Regions from separate parts of the Ovis aries genome. Here region 1 is linked to region 2. The links are chromatin contacts, called in public Hi-C maps. All regions are on one chromosome and are shown on one strand. Each heading gives the region's core, a stretch centred on a gene start, on an enhancer-like site or on the middle of the called end of the contact. The rest is flanking DNA. Distances are from core to core; before and after follow the strand shown. Region 1 holds the start of OLFML3 (olfactomedin like 3). Region 2 holds the start of RSBN1 (round spermatid basic protein 1).

Region 1 (4,896 bases), core at 1,122-3,621, 180 kb before region 2:
TGGCGTCAAAGGAGCACTGGACGCGAGCACGACTGGCAGGGCGGGTATTATAGACGACGTAGAGGGTCCCACAGATGACAAAGGCGGCCTCGGCATTCTCCCGGGGACATGGGGTGTCCCACTGCTGCTCTGTGTCCAGTGTCTGTGGGTCTAACTTGGCCAGACACAAGTGCCTGTCATCTTCCCGGGTGGCATAAACAGCCCAAAGGCCCTCCTCGTCAGCCGCCAGGTCTATGTATGTGTCTGCCGTCAGCCCATACGGGGGGATCAAACCCTCTGCTGGGAACACTGAACTGTCCGCCACTGTCCGGTTTGCCAGGTGGAACTTGATGAGCTGCAGAGTGTTCTGCAACTCACCGCCCCCTCCAGGCCCTCCGGGGGGCCTCCGGGCATAATACAGAAAGCCACCATATACCAGCTGGCCCGTGCCTACCCAGGGGAAGGGCACCCGGACCCGGGAAGCCTTCCGGGCGGCCATGGTAAGGGTGAAGTCACGCAGTCTTGGGAAGACAAAGGCTGTGTCATTCTGGGTGCCATCTAGCACGTAGATCTTCTCTGCTGGGCCCAGTGGATCCTTTGTCCATAGACCGGCTGGGCCACCAAACCGCTTCAGGATCTTCATTGATCTCACCTGAGAGATCGTGTAGCCACAGTCTCATGGGAAAGGAGAACACAGAACAAGGAAATACAGGCAAGAGTTAGATGCTCACTGCAGGAACCTCCCTGGATGGGCAGTTTGGACAAGAGCGGGCATTTGCCCAGTGGATGCCTCTACTCTATGGAAGATTGGGAGAAAGGGCACCAGAGGCCTGGGTCCCCAGAAACTCTCCGTAATGAACCTGATATTACAGAGATTTCCCTAAAAGAGACTCCAGAAGATAGAGCCAAATAGACTGGGATAAGGAGGAAAAAGGGAAAGACTCAAGGCAGAACACAGGGGTCTGTTTCAGATTGCTTACCTGTTATCATATCATACTTCTCATTTCTTCTGCCCTTGCCTTTGGTTCCAGGGCCTCCGGTCACCTTCTCATCAACCTCTACACATGGCAGGGCTGGATTCTGGGTCTCCAGATAGTCCACCTCCCGCTCCAGACGGTCTACTCTCCCGGAGATGGTGTCAGCTTCGGTTCTGAGCGCCTCCCGTTCCTTCTCAGCCACCTCCAACAGCGGCAGCATCTTGTTCTTGAAGTCCCGTAGCTCAGCAGCATGCCGACTACTCTGGTCCTGGCACTGGGCCAGCCGTTCCTGAAGGGATGGGGCAGCAGGAAGGAGGGCTGCAGGGTCACAACTCCCAGGCAGGAAGAGGCCCGAGCAGGGAGTCGGGAATGGAAAAAGGCACAAACTCAGCCAGGCATCAGCATTCCCCGCAATCCCCACAGAAAGGAAACAAAATGTTCAAGATGCTCAATGTGCAAAGAGCCGGGCTAAGACCCACACAGGCCCCTATCCTGACTTTGCATCCTCTGGCCTGCTCTCTGTGAGCAGTGCCACCGAATCATCTGAGCCTCTAGGGCAGTCTAAGTGCATGAGGGTGAGAAGGGATCTCTGCTCCATTATGCTATCCCCCTCTTAGGAATTAGGATGCTACAGGCTCCAAGCCATTAAATAGAAAGGTGCAGATTCTCTGAGGACTTCCAACTTTTAATAGAACCGTCAGCTCCTCTTGAGATGGATAAATCCTTGCAGTTCTAGCTCTCACTTCCACTCTGTTCCCTTATCCCATTTAACCCCAGGGGTGAAACACAGCGGTCTATTTGCTTTAGAACTGCACTATGAATGCTGGCTTCCCTGGTGGCTCAGTGGTAAAGAATTCGCCTGCAATGCAGGAGATGCAGAAGACTGGGGTTCAATCCCTGGGTCTGGAAGATCCCCTGGAGGAGGAAATGGCAACCCACTCCAGTATTCCTGCCTTAAGAAGCCCATGGACAGAGGAGCCTGGTGGGCTACAGTTCATGGGGTCTCAAGAGTCGGACAAGTCTGAGCACACATGCACTGCATTCTATGGATGTGGGGAAAGAGGAAGACTTGCAATTCTGAGAATCCTCTTATTAAAAGATGGAGTTTTCTGTAGGTACTAACAGAGCCTAATTTGTCATCCATCCCCAGGTCCCTGACAAACTGGATGAATCAACTTAGAAGATATGGAATCCTTCCGGGCTGGGCCAGAAGAGTCACTTACCTCTAAGGCAGCTAATCGGCGTTCCATGTATTCCACAAGGTGGTGCTGCTGTCCTTGAAGGGGTCCCAACCATGACAAAAGGAACAAGATCAGCAGCGGAGTGCGGGGCCCCATGGCAGTGGAATAGTAGGGCCAGAGTGTGTAGTCGTGTGTGCGGTTGGCCTCTTCCACTCAAGCCGGAGGGTTAGCTTTGGAGGCGGGGTGGGGGCGGTGCCTTCTCTCCTTCTCCATCTCTGGTCTCTCTCACTACTCTGGAATGCTTTCAGTCTCTTTAAGGCCCCTGCCCCCTCCTTTCCGCCTAGACTGATCAAACACAGATGGCCCTATTGCAGAGCAGCCAGAAGCTTTAACCACTTCCTGCCTAGGCTGCAGGCTCCCCAGGAGAGGAGAGGGGACTGGAAACCCTAGGGCAAAGGCCTTCTGGGCAGTCATCCAGGAAAAGGAGCTAGCAGGGGGAGGCAGAAACCTCAGAGAAAACTCAGCAAACTTATTTCTGCTTTAGAATGCTTCCGACGCTGACTTCAGAAACATTCTTCATTTACCCTTCCTTTCCCAGCAATAATAGCATGGATTGTTTTCTGCCTTTGGTGGAAGCTGGAAGCAGGGGAGATGAGGTCTGAGGGGAAGAGGTGGGAAAAAGGGCCATAGTGCTCAAGGCTGTAGAACCTTCCTCTACAGCTCACTGGCGCCACCTTGTGCTAAGCACCCGGTGTCATCTCAGAATTAACAGGAAAACCAAGGCTTAGACTTCACCTCCAGTGGAAAATTTTCCACAAGGCAAGCCAAGTAGACTGAATTTACAAGGGTTTTCATGATTAAAATGCACCTTTCCCCACGGACTATCCAATTACCTAAGGAGCCTCTCTTTGATATAGCCTAAGAAAGACAATGTAACTGAGATTATAACTAAAGAAACAAAAAAACCCAAAACAGGTCACTGAAAAATTAGTAAATTAATTCTTGATTATCTGGAAGACAGCCTGACAGCAGAGTCATTCTATATTCCCTTTTGCCTGAAAGCTCCTAGAATATTATCTTACCAAAACTACGGAGTGTTCAGTGAGTTCACAATAATTTTACACTCATTTAGGGGGAAAAATCTGAAAAATATATATTTGTAAATAAATGTACTCTGACTTCCCTAGTAATGGGAGAGAACAGACTATTGATAACTTCTCTTGGTTATGGCTCCAAAGGGCGTTTCTGTTTTCTCATTTCTGTATTCCAACTATGACTGCAGGGAGCCCCAAATGAATTAATGGCCACTGTTAAGATAGACTTGTCTTGAAACCCATATATCAAAAGAAGTCAAATGAACATAGCATGTATTCAGAGACCCACGGTGATGAATCTAGACAAATCAGGAGAAATTTTATTCATTTTAATCATGAGAAATCTGATCAGAAATTCTCCTCTAAAAAACAAAAACTAGTCTTCTAACAGTACAGCTTGAAAGGATGGGAAAATAGCATCATCTTGTGGTTATTCTTATTTTCATTTTGGTACTTTAAATGTTTGGTGGAACATGCTAGGAAGCAGTTTCATTAATGAGTGTCAGAAGTTTCTGCCTTTTCCAAAGGGCTAGATCCAGATGCTCTTAAGTTAGGGCCCTGGACACTCCATTCTGGGGAAGTGTCCCCTGTCAGGCCCTAGTCATTTCTGCTGTGGAGATTTGTATGAAGAAGGAACTTGTCTCTAACATTCTACCAGTCTGCAGATGCAACGTATTCAGCCACTCCAAAGATACCATTGTTGATCCTCTTTGCACCCTTGTAACACAAGTCAAAACCAGTCACATGAATCAGAAAATTTACCCATTTTATTGATGCATTGCAATTGCTCTACATTTTACCATATTATGTAGAAAATACTGAAAATACAAGCTACTTTGTAAAACCAAAGACAAACATTGAATCCAAAGATAAACTATGTTTTACACAATGGACCCTTTTCCCGTAGTTAGTATTAAATTTTAAATATCTATTTTTGTTAAAATGATTATTTTACATACTCCCTAAGTACATCTGCGTTACAAACATAGCTCAGTAATTCTCAGAAACTGTTTCTAGAGGCTTGTTGTAAAAGGAAGCGCACAACCAGAAAAGGGAGAAAGCAAAAAAAGTTTAAATCGCACACAATAACTAGCATATCAAATACATTTAATAAAGTTGGAATTCCATTGCAATTTCAAGGATTCAAAGCAGAAATACTAACGTTACATATAATGTACATAAAATGTACTGCTACATGTAGTGAGATTATTTTTCAAGCTGAATCAAAACCACACATTATATAAAGTTTAGCAACAAACAACCATGTAGACATGCTGCACCATCCATCAGTTTAAAACAAAATCGAAATAGGAAGCAGGCTTGGGTCATTCCTGTCACTGAGAGGCAATTCATTTCCTGTCCTAAAACAAACCATCCTAACCAGTGGGTTGCTGCGTAATAACGCTGAATAAAACACACATTACTGCACTTGCCTGGCTAAGGGCAGTCAAGCTAGCCCCTCCAGTGGAGGACGATGGGCGGCCAGAACTGTTTAAATGGTGTTCTCATTCCTGGGGCTGGGGTTTTAGCTGAGCACTGACCAACTCTGGAGTGATCAAGTGTCCTGATGAGCCTAGAGTGGCTGCACCTTCCCACTTTCTCTCTCACCCCTGAAGTGGGGAAGCTGGAAATACAAGTTCTGAGAGGACTTAAAGCCTTAAGCCT
Region 2 (4,680 bases), core at 20-2,519:
CTGTAAAACATGTGCAACTTATATCCAACTAACCAGAGGTACTACTAGTTAAAATTTTCTCTATATTAATATGGATTTGCCTTAAGAAAGTTGATCTTTCAAATCTAATTGTATATAACAAACAAGTTAGTGGGTGATTGTTACAAAGGATTCCCCCTTGACTAATAATGATTTCACTTAAAAAGTTTATAGCTTTACGAAAATGAAATACATAGTCATTTGTTCTTCAATATTGTTCATTAGGAATCCCAATGAAGACACACATTAGATGAAATATTACCTTTTTATTGTATAGTGTACTGTATACAAGAGGTGCTCAATAAACTTTCTGGCTTTTAAACTAACTTTATAGTGTTCACTGAGCTGAATACTTCATACTAGTGGTATCAAACCACAGTGATTTTATCTTGAGTAGTTTATTGTAATCAATTACTTCCAAATATCTTTATCAAGGCGGTAAAATTGTAACGTGACGATCAAATTGTAAATAAATTTCCGATCAAATTGTAAATAAACTTCCGGGCAGAAAACTTGGTGAGTAGTGATGATTTCTGGAGCGCGCTATGGTAGACACACTTCTCAAATTTATGCAGCCGTATATTTACGATTTGAAAAAATCTTAAGAAATTTCAAAACATACTTTTCCATCTAGGATTTTTTCGCAACTGCAGGAACGGATTTAAATAATAGATAGACTCTACCTTTCCAGGCACTAGAGGGGCTGTGACTCGATGGAGAGGTGGGCGGCGCTCAGCAGGCTCCCAGGCAATTCTTGCACCTGCCTCGTCGCGCCTGTGCTTGTAACCATAGCAATTACTGCCCAGGAAGAGGTTCAGAAATGTCTGATTTGCAGCTCCATTCTATCTTAAAGCAAAATCGCCCTCATTTGCTATGTTACTACGTTCCCTTTTCCTCTGCATCTCATCGCTTGTCCAGGGTTGTAGAAGGCCGGAGATTCTTTTACCTCACAAAGGTTATGAGAGGAATAGCAAACTGAAAAGTAACTATGGAGACCACCCACTCCGTGTAAAATGACGAAGGGGCACACGGAGACGATAATGGGAACGCGCCTACAGACTTCGAAAGCTATTAACATTGTTTCGGCCGTTAAGGCGGTTGGCGGCAACTCTCCGCCCAGCGGCGGTTGCGTCGCAGCCCGAAGCGTGACTCGGCGCACGCTCTCTTTCGGCTCCTCGGCTCGACGAGCCAGCTACGCGGCGGGGGCGCGGGGAACTACCGCTCCCGTGAGGCTCTGCGCGGCCTTGGGTACTTTACAACAGAGCTCGGTCGGAGGGGCCTGCGGAGAAGCGCCGGGAAGTGCCGCTTCCGGCATGTTCAGCTCTGGACGAAGAATGGCCGAGAAGTGGAGGGTGGGGGAGAGACTCCAATGCCCAGCGGGCCGTGCGCGGGCGGCGCTTGCGCGATACGCGGACGGGGGGGCGGTCGGGCCATTTAAATGTGTGTTTGTGGGTGAAATGGCTGCGCAGGTCGGAGCGGTGCGCGTAGTACGGGCGGTGGCGGCGCAGGAGGAGGCGGACAAAGACGGGAAGGAGAAACCCCACGCTGGGGTCTCGCCGCGGGGAGTTAAGCGGCAGCGCCGAGCGAGCAGCGGGGGGTCTCAGGAGAAGAGAGGGCGGCCGAGCCAGGACCCCCCTCTCGCTCCCCCTCACCGGCGGCGTCGCAGCCGCCAACATCCCGGGCCGCTGCCGCCAACGAATGCAGCCCCAACCGTCCCAGGCCCTGTTGAGCCTCTGCTCCTGCCGCCTCCGCCGCCACCTTCGCTGGCACCCGCCGGACCCGCTGTCGCTGCCCCGCTCCCGGCCCCGGGCACCTCGGCCCTCTTCACCTTCTCGCCCCTGACGGTGAGCGCAGCCGGGCCCAAGCATAAGGGCCACAAGGAGCGGCACAAGCACCATCACCACCGCGGCTCTGATGGTGACCCCGGCCCCTGCGCTCCCGGAGAGCTCAAGCACAAGGACAAGCAGGAAAACGGCGAGAGGACAGGAGGGGTGCCTCTCCTCAAGGCCCCCAAGAGAGGTGAGAGCAGCCGAACTGCCCCGAGCTCGGGCTCTATCTGGGTCTCTCTCTGTTTCGATATCCCGCCCCTTTAATCCTGAAAGACGCCTGCCCTCCGCTTACCTCCTGCTGCTCTACTCCCCTAAGCCCACTGGGGTGGACCCTGGATTTCCGTCCGTCGACACGGTCTGACCTACTTGAAGCTTCTTGCTTCGAGGCCGAGCTGTCAGTTACTAACCCCCTTACCATTCCCCCCTCCCGGAGCCTTTACGTTTGTTTTCAAAATCGTCAGGGTTTCCGCGCCGCGCGATCCTTGGCATGGGATAGTATGTGGGGTATTAAAAACTGTCTGAAGTAAAGGCTTGTCGCTAAAACACCCCCCCCCCCGTTTTCCTTGATGGAAAGCTCCACAAAATTAACGAGTATGGTTTGGGGCTATTAAGGAGTTTGAATTTTTACCGAGATTAATTAGCTCGACTCACAGGTTGCCTTAGCTTCTGAAAGATGAGATATCAAACACAGTTTATCTTGTGTGTGTTTTCTTTTTAATGTGGAGGTAAAAATCATTTTTAATTTTCAGGAAAGGGTTTTCTCTCCTCTTTGATCCTTGAAAATAGTACCAGCCGAGCCTCTGAAAAGTGGAAATGTTCAGTAGGCGATAGTAGAGACAAGAATTCCAGTTGCATTTTAATTAACCTGGCACAACAAATTGAGAATTTATTTCCAGTAGACTTACTAAAGTCAAGAATATAATCCAGAAGATGTAGGACTCTACTAAGTGAGTGTGGGTTCTAGAGAAATTAGATTCACAAAAATTGCTGTTTTCCTATTCGAAAGTACCTGTAGCATTTATTTTCATTCTCTTTGGTAGAGGGAGGCGGGGGCGCGGATAAGAATTTTGACTATGCCATGTATTTGTACTTTGTAGGTGATTTTATGTAATTTCTTAGCATTATCTTCTGAAGAGTTTAAAATACTTCTGTGTTCTTAGTACTGGGGCAGTTGAGTTATGTGTTAATGAACTAGTCTTTCAGTCTCAGGTTGGGTGAGTTTTGGCTTTCTTACACATATTTAAATGGTCTTAACCTAGGGCTACTTAGTTTTGTGATGGTGCAGTTTGTTGCAGATTACTGCTCAGTAAGTTTTTATTGAACTGAATTAAATTTTTCTTCCTTTGTTGGTATCTGAGTCTTATTCTGAGGAATAGAACTTGTGCCAGATGGACAGGAGTGCCAGTTTCCACCACCAGTATACAATAATCTTGCTCTGTTTTATTTTTACCTTTATTTTTCACTTTTTCATTTCATATGTGTATGTATTTTTGTGGGTTTTAATTGTATAGAGCCAGAGGGAATCTCAGAGATCATCCAAATCAAATTTGTATTGTAGAAGAATGAAAACCCAGGCCTAAAGTAGCGAAGAGACTTGTCTAATCTAGTCACGGTTAATTAGTAACAAGTAAAAAATCATTGGCATAATAGAGAGTAGAACCTAGATCTCCTGAATCCTAGTTCAAGCTTCATTGTCCAGCTGCATGTGTTGCTTTCTCATACTGCTATTCATTTTTTCCAGTTCTTTGCTTACCTTTTCCCTGTTCTTTGGCATCAGAATGGCAGTAACCAGTTCCATTTAGAATTTCTGACATCGCCTCCTTTTATGGGGGGAAGCAGCAAATGCATGTATAATAATTCACAGTGTGTGTCTCTGAAAATTGTAGAGGCCGTGTCTTAGAAAACAAACAAAAACAAACCTTTAACCCAGTGCTGCCTCCCAGAACTTTTTTCCAGTGATAAAAATGTTTTGCATAAATGTGTTGCCCAGTGTGGTAACGATTAGTATGTGGCCCTTCAAACAAATCTTGAAGCCTTGGTTCGTGTGACTGAGGAACTGAATTTTTAATTTTATTTAATTCTAATTATTTTTTAATCAAGTAGTTCCTTTCAGCTAGTGGCTACCACACTGTACAGTGCAGCTCCAAGCATATGTGGTTTTCCAGTGTGTGAAGAAGGAAAAGTGTGTTATAGTGAGGTCATTTAAACATTTTAACTTTTTAAAAAATTGAGATATAACTGATCTATATAACATTATATTATTCTTAAGTATACAAAGTAATGGTTCAGTATTTGTGTACATTGCAAAATGATCACCACAATAACTGTAGTTTAAACAATTTGACTTTTGAATGAGACTTGGGTTATGTGTTCTGGAGGGAAAGGTTCCCTGTTCAGATACAGTGGGGGAAAAAACAATACAGTAGCCTTCTAGATACAAGACACACACTGGCATTTTAAAAGTTCTGAGAATCTTACAGAAAATAAACTGGTTTAACCTTTGTTTAATCCAGGCTTTTGCACAACACTTTGATGGATACCTTTTGTTTTCCCACTGAATATCTTTATACTTGGTATAGTGATATGCTGGAGGCATGCCTCTGGAATCCATCTGAGTGTAAATCATGGCTCTACCACTTACTGTGTGACTATGGACAAATTACCTTAAGCTACCTCAGTTTCAGTTTTCTTATCTGTAAAATAAGGTTGAAGTATTTCTTTTGTAAGATTGTTTGTAGCTTAAGTGAGACTCTATGTGGAAAGCACTTAAAATAATGTCTGGCTGTTACTAGGTACTGTTAAAGCTGCTTTTTGTTATTTTGTCATGCTTGGT

What was found. A called contact is a pair of places that touch in the nucleus more often than the background predicts.
Region 1: a Hi-C map of skin fibroblasts shows a contact between it and region 2, with 2.4 times the contacts expected there. The contact joins the promoter of OLFML3 here to the promoter of RSBN1 in region 2. A contact is called at or near these places in 4 of 16 Hi-C or Micro-C datasets (blood, hypothalamus, skin fibroblasts and 1 more).

Annotation. Positions count from the first base shown.
Region 1 is chr1:91,303,452-91,308,347 of ARS-UI_Ramb_v3.0, reverse strand. OLFML3 (olfactomedin like 3) reads right to left here and starts at 2,371. Exons shown (of 3, transcript XM_004002351.5): 1 at 2,180-2,371; 2 at 960-1,245; 3 at 1-654. The coding sequence starts at 2,293. It overlaps HIPK1 (homeodomain interacting protein kinase 1), which reads right to left. Exons shown (of 16, transcript XM_042252866.1): 16 at 3,981-4,896.
Region 2 is chr1:91,119,587-91,124,266 of ARS-UI_Ramb_v3.0, reverse strand. It overlaps RSBN1 (round spermatid basic protein 1), which reads left to right and starts at 1,269. Exons shown (of 7, transcript XM_012178899.5): 1 at 1,269-2,037. The coding sequence starts at 1,332. PTPN22 (protein tyrosine phosphatase non-receptor type 22) reads left to right here. Exons shown (of 21, transcript XM_012178891.4): 21 at 1-530. It also overlaps the pseudogene LOC132659461.